Regions from separate parts of the Sus scrofa genome. Here region 2 is linked to region 1. Evidence: chromatin contacts called from public HiChIP or PLAC-seq data. All regions are on one chromosome and are shown on one strand. The core of a region is the stretch at or near the end of the contact, and the rest is flanking DNA. Distances in the headings are between cores, read along the strand shown. Region 1 holds the start of NSUN3 (tRNA (cytosine(34)-C(5))-methyltransferase, mitochondrial). Region 2 holds the start of C13H3orf38.

What was found. HiChIP or PLAC-seq counts read pairs in DNA pulled down with a chosen protein or histone mark.
Region 2: an H3K27ac HiChIP or PLAC-seq map of alveolar macrophages shows a contact between it and region 1. The contact joins the promoter of C13H3orf38 here to the promoter of NSUN3 in region 1. A contact is called at or near these places in 2 of 5 promoter capture datasets (fetal liver and liver) and 1 of 2 datasets of contacts at active chromatin or transcription factors (alveolar macrophages).

Annotation. Positions count from the first base shown.
Region 1 is chr13:165,821,557-165,824,735 of Sscrofa11.1, reverse strand. It overlaps NSUN3 (tRNA (cytosine(34)-C(5))-methyltransferase, mitochondrial), which reads left to right and starts at 1,554. Exons shown (of 6, transcript XM_003358877.5): 1 at 1,554-1,687; 2 at 2,558-2,667. The coding sequence starts at 1,676. LOC102166963 (a long non-coding RNA gene) reads right to left here and starts at 1,402. Exons shown (of 2, transcript XR_307201.3): 1 at 1,214-1,402.
Region 2 is chr13:167,802,097-167,805,275 of Sscrofa11.1, reverse strand. It overlaps C13H3orf38, which reads left to right and starts at 1,490. Exons shown (of 4, transcript XR_002337963.1): 1 at 1,490-2,051.

The DNA of each region.
Region 1 (3,179 bases), core at 305-2,804:
TATGAATATTTTTTAATATAAGAAAATGGTTATAAATAGAGGATACATTATACATACTTTGATCAACCTTGAAAATGAATAAAATTAGAGAAATACACCGAAACATTAATAGTGGTTATTTCTAGTGGTATTGTGCATGATTTTCATGCCCATATGCTTAAAATATTTTTCTTCAATAAGCATTAGTTTATTAAAAAATTAGAAAACAGGAATATGCTAAAGAAGTCACAATACAACAAAACTAATATAACCTCTCTCCAAGCATAACATATCCCCTTTCCTGTGGAAAAATAGTATATCTGACTTCTACTACCTCCTTAAACATTTTTGTATGTCTACATTGCAAATATATTGATTCTTTAAATGCAACAATCTATAATGAGTACAGAAAATATAAATTTATAAAATCTCTTAGAGGCTGAAAGTTAATAATTTTTCTTTAAACATACAACAAACTAATGCATTTAATCACCTCACTTCTTAATATTATATTTTCTTTTGCATCAAATCTAAATTCAGTAGTAGATAACTGGGGAACTTGTTTAAATAAATATATTAAACTTCGAGTCACATTAGGGGTAATGACGTTTATCATTTTACTTGGTCTTAAGATTTGCACCTGTGTTATACACCGATACTGATATTTTTAGCATCGAGGGCCTCAAAAAGATGATGCTTACTTCGTATTAGGTATTCTACTAAGCACTGATTTTCTGATAAATTGCTGACTACTGTTACAAGGGAGCAACTAAAGAATAACACTAAAGGAGCAAATAAATTGCTATTCCTATCAAGAATGGGTGTAATACTTTCCTGAGAACTAGTAACACTTCTCTCAGTAGAGGTGGTGAGGAGGGTCATTTTGTAGGGTTTAGAGTGTAAGGAAGGACACTTTGGTGGTTAGGTATTTCGTATCAGAACTTGATGATAATCACGAAGATCAAGAAAGTGAAAATAATACACAATAACAGCTAACATTTTGGCGTTTACTGTTTTCTAGTCTCTGTGCTAAGCGCTTTACCTGTGTATTTCAATCAACTTAATCCTTTAACGCTCCCCATTAAAACAGATTATGGCACAACATTTTAAATCAACTACAGTTTAATTTTTAAAAAATTAATGAAAAAGAGAGATTATGCCAATGGGCCAATTCTAGGAAATGAGTAACAATTTTTTTTATCATATCCGTTCTTTTATCTTGAGTTATGAATACCTGTGCTAACAAAGGTCTTCGGATTTGATAGATTAGCTCTGGAACTAGCCTCTGAGAACATCTTAAAACAATGATCACACAAAAAACCTAAGTGACGAAGACTTCCATTCTTTCACTGAGCACATCAGCAGAGGGCTGTGAGCGACGTTTAGCGTGAGGCGTGACTTTCTGACAACCCAAGACTCCGCCCACGGGCTCAAGCTCGCCGCAGGGAGTAGGTAGGCACCGCCGCTTCCTTTGGAGGCAGCAATAACTTTTCGTTTGCCTCTCGCGGGACCTAGATCTTTTGGCGAGATTTCGATGACTCGGGCAAAGCAGTATCTCGCGAGAAGTTAAACCGGAAAAGTGAGGGATGAAAGAGAATTCCGGAGAAGTTCGGAAGACACGCTGTGTTTTAGGTGCCGCGCAGGCTTTACAGGCTGGGCGGTATTGACTTCTTATTTGACCTTTCCTGACGGGGTGATGTTGACCCGGGTGAGGACTGGGACCCAGCCGAGTGCCTTTGACTCAACGAGACACTTCGCCGGCAGACGACGTGGCGAGGGAGGGAGCTGGGTTTGGGGCGGGGGGGAACCTTGTGACCTCTGAGTTTCTCTAGCTGTAATGTAAAGCCTTAGAATAGTTCTGAGTGTTTGGACGCGTGCCCGCGGGCCTTTTCGTTTTCTCCCAAGACTCACCTCCACTTCAAATAACATGTTCGCAGTCCAGCCTGCAAAACTTAATATCCACCTCCTTCAGCTTTGAGCAGAATGCATGCTCTTGGAGGGCTGAGACAGCCTTTGTCATTGCTCTTTCCTGGGAGCTTAGGAGGATGTCTGCTATATTATCCATCGATAAACTTTTCTTGGATTAGAAAATGAAATAGAATTGCAAAGAAGTTTCCACAGGAGACTAGAATGAATATTCTCAATAAAATTTGTTTTAGAATAATTTTACATTTACAAAAAATTGCAAAGATAATGCAGGCCTCCCATATACTTTTCACCCAATTTCCCCAAATGTTAGCAGTTGGAGTGGCTTATTTAAATTAAATTTGTTCTTTTGATATTTCTGTGTTAACATTCTGATTTAATTTTTGCTTTACATTTGCACAGTAATTATTGGGAGAAACCTTTTTTTCCTAAGTAGAGTATCATAATTCAGTTTTTAAACAGGTTTTATTGAAATGTAATTGATTAGAGTATCACAATACTATTTTGTTACATGTGAGCTACAGCTCCTGTTGTAAGAACTGGTAGTTATCAGGAAAAAAGTGTTATCTTAAGTAAAAAGACTGTGCTAATATTGAAGTTCAGTAAATTTGTGTTATCAGAGTGTGTCAGCAACCTTTTCTTATCATCATAGCTGAAAGCAAAATCAGAGAGGAAGCTTGCAAAACAGATTTGCAAAGTTGTTTTGGATCATTTTGAAAAGCAATATTCCAGAGAACTTGGAGATGCCTGGAATACAGTAAGGTTAGTACTATTCATCTCTTGACTCTTTATGTTAGAACAAGAAATAAACCCTGCTTGGGGAGGGATACTGTGAAGATAAAAGATGAAGGATCTAAACCTGGCTGCCACTTCCTGCTGAGAGGTCAGAAGGGAAGAAGGATGAAGAAATAGATTGAATCATAGGATGATAGAAAGGGGAGAAGAGAAGCCTTGAAGTGATAGTAAGCAAAGATTTGTTAGGACCTTGTCTTGAGTAATTGCTTTGATCTTTGAAACAGGGCTCCCCACCAGTTTGACAAAGTTAATTATATTGTAACAGAAAAATCTTAAAACTTTTGAGGATATACGACTAGTTTCTGAAATTCAGAAGGTAATGAAACACATCTTTAAAGCCAACACTGCCTATCTTAGCTAAACTCAGTTTATTTGGTAATCATGTTTCTTCCTTGTCTTTAGCTGGCTATGTTTTGAACATAATGCTTGTGCATACACACACACACACATGCACACACACAAATTATTTAAATGTATTA
Region 2 (3,179 bases), core at 241-2,740, 2.0 Mb before region 1:
CGGGAGCGACCAAGAAATAGCAACAACAACAAAAAGACAAAAGACAAAAAAAAAAAAAAAAAAAAAAAATTAAATCCATGAGGGGCCTGATACTGAGCCCTTTCTGTCATGATGTTACTAAATTTCTCTTCATGTTATGGCTCCTGTACTATCCTTGGCTCCAGCCAAAAATAGCCTCACAGTTTTATTCCATGCATTTTTTCACTACTGCTCTCTCTTACCTGTAATTCTTTTTCTGCCCCACTCCTCATTCTTTGCTTAATCTTTCTGGGCATCACCACACTCTTCAGAAAGCCTAATCTCTCTTGATAATTCCTGATTTCTCTATTGAAACCTATTTCCCCCAGTCTTTCTTCTCTCAGTAAATATCCACTCCAGTTGCTCAAACCAAAGCCTTGCGATAATCCCTAACTTGTCACATCCTCCACTCTCACCTAGGCTACTGTATTAGTCTTCTAGTTGGGTTCTCTGCCCTCTGGCAGTCTGTTGTGAACACCAGCAATTAAAATGATCCAGTTTGAAACAAGTCAGATCATGCTATTCCTCAGTTTAAAATCCTCCAATGGCCTTAATTCACTCGTTTATTCAAATATTTTATTGCATGTTTACTATGAGCCAGGCTTTGTAATAGGCAATGAAAAAAGAAGATAAAAACGCCTGGCTCACAGAATTCATATTCTACCAGGGGGCCAAAAACACAGTATAAATGCTAAACAGAAAAATTAAGTGGGTAGAGAAGATATCAGTAAGTTAGTTTAACCATGTTTTGAAAACTTAAAGACTGTATTTACAGTGTATTTTGTTACTGGTATTTAGCTGTGATATTAATAAAAAAAGTTAAACTTGCTCACCTGGATCTGCAGATGTGTACATTTCGCCTATTAACTGGCAATAATCTAATTAAATGTTAAATCTAAAATATAGCTAAAACAATCGAAGGAGACAGAACCAAGTGACAATGTGTCTTAAGTTCCCCTCTCATGAATGTGGCTGGCTGTCATACTAGTTAGCAGTAATAGCAAGAGCTAATATATACTGGTCTCTTCCCCGGCACCAGGCACAGTTCTTCGCCCCCCCTCCCGCCCCCGCAGCAACAACGCTATGAAGTAGGTATCTCTACTAGATCCACTTCCAGACAGAAAACTGGGGGACCAAAGAGCTTGCTTACAGTCACAGTAAATGACGGAATAAAACCCTGGCAGTCTGACGTCCAGTGTTCCCAACCTTACACTAAAGTCAAGCTCCCGAGGATTAGAAGGGAAGCCACAGACGAGCCCAGCATTTTGGAAAGTCAGCTGGAAGGCAGGCAGAAGTGGCAAATGACAGATGACGTTTCCCTTAAATCTTCCAAGTATAATGTTTTTCAAAACAAATTATTTTAACACAGAACTATGTAATTTTAGAATATGAAACTATAGGTCCACCCAACTCAGAAGTGGCTGCGGAGAACTTTCAAGTGCTCCGAGGGGCTGGGCCTGCGGGAGGGGAGGAGTTGCCTTCACTGGGCGGCCCAGCGGAATGACGGGAGTTCGCCGTGCGCGGGGCCGCCGTTCGCTTTCCACGCACCTGCGTAGCTCTGCCAGGCGCTCTTCTGGAGGAGGGTCTCTTGAAGAGCTCAGAGATTCGTTTTCCTTTGTGGAAGGTCAGTGTCCCTGGTGTAAACGCGGTGCTTCCTTAAAGTGAAGTCCCTGGGAATGCACTTAGTCCCAGCCAGCCCGGAACAACAGGTTGGAGCACGGCGTTTCCTGATCGCCCTCACTGACGATCACTTCCGCCCACGGGCCTGGAATACCCGAGGCCCTTTGGCGGCGAACTTAAGGAAAGACACTTCCGGTATCTGTTGCCTAGGCGCTGGCCCGGTGGGCCTGAGGGAAGCGACGTTCTTGGCGTCGTCTTCTCCACCCCCCTCTTCCTGGGGGTCGAGATGTCCGGGCTTAGTCATGCAGAGATGGAGGGCTGTCGTAACCTGCTCGGCCTGCTGAACAACGACGAAATCCTGGCCCTATGTGACACCATCACCAACCGCCTAGTGCAGCCTGAAGACCGCCAAGGTAAGGGTAGACCCTACTCCCCGAGGCGGCCGGCCCTTCCCACGCCTCCCCGGTCCCTAGCTTGCGGGAACGTGTGAGTGCAGGCCCTCCCGGGCCTTGCCTGCAGCCCGCCCGGGATCGCGCTGGTGCGGAACCTTAGGGGAATCAAGGCCACCGCGCTGCTCTGTGTCTTTGGAACCACGGTGCAGCCTGGGGTGGTCCCGCCGCGCCTAGGCCGTGGGGGAAGTGGAGGCGCTGAAAACGACGCAGCTTCCAGGTTTTAATCATTAAATGTTATGGGGCAAATGCTGCTTGTTTCGAGAATTCAAAGTTCGTGAATAGTGATTTTTTTTTTTTTTTTTTTTTTGGTAAAGATTTCAGTTGAGTCACGGTGTTTCCTTTTTCAGTTTCGTTTAGGAGTGTCAGCTGTTGCCAATTTTTTTCTACGTGCTTGGGAGAAGATACCATAAACACTTTGTATCAGTCTGCTACGTAAAATCACTGTTGTAAAAGAGCAGATAGTTTGAAGCCATGTCTCCTTTTGGATCCAGTTTTTTCTGAGATAATTCTGTGAACTAGGACTGAATTACTTTCAGAGCCAAATAAACATTTCAGTAGAGTAGGTTTGTTTCATGGATTAACTAACCCATATAAAAATTCAATGAGTAGTTTAATTGTATCATCTTGTATATTACCTAGCTAGTTTTATTTTAAATTTGCTGAGTTTTACTTTAAAATGTGTAAATTTCCGACTCATACTAGCGTATGACTTAAGTATCTACAAAAGACTTGCCTTTTAAAACTTTTTCTGCTTTTAAGTCGCTTTTACATTTTCGCCATTTAATAAGGTCATTCATTTGAAAGTGAACTATGAACATGAAACGAATAAATTTCTAATAACTCAGACCGAAAATAATTTTAGGCTTAAAGTAGTTCTTTAGCACTTACATAATCACCTTCTAATAATTTAGTGAATGTGAATTTAAAATCATAGTCTATAAAAATGCTGCATTTAATTGATGGTGGTTCTAAAAGCAAACAAGAAGAAACGAAACTACCCAGTACAAAAATGTTAAATGATTTGAAGTTATTTTTCAGAGAGGAAAAAAATAAGCACATGAAAAGATAGCTCTTTAGAAAGCAGTGAAA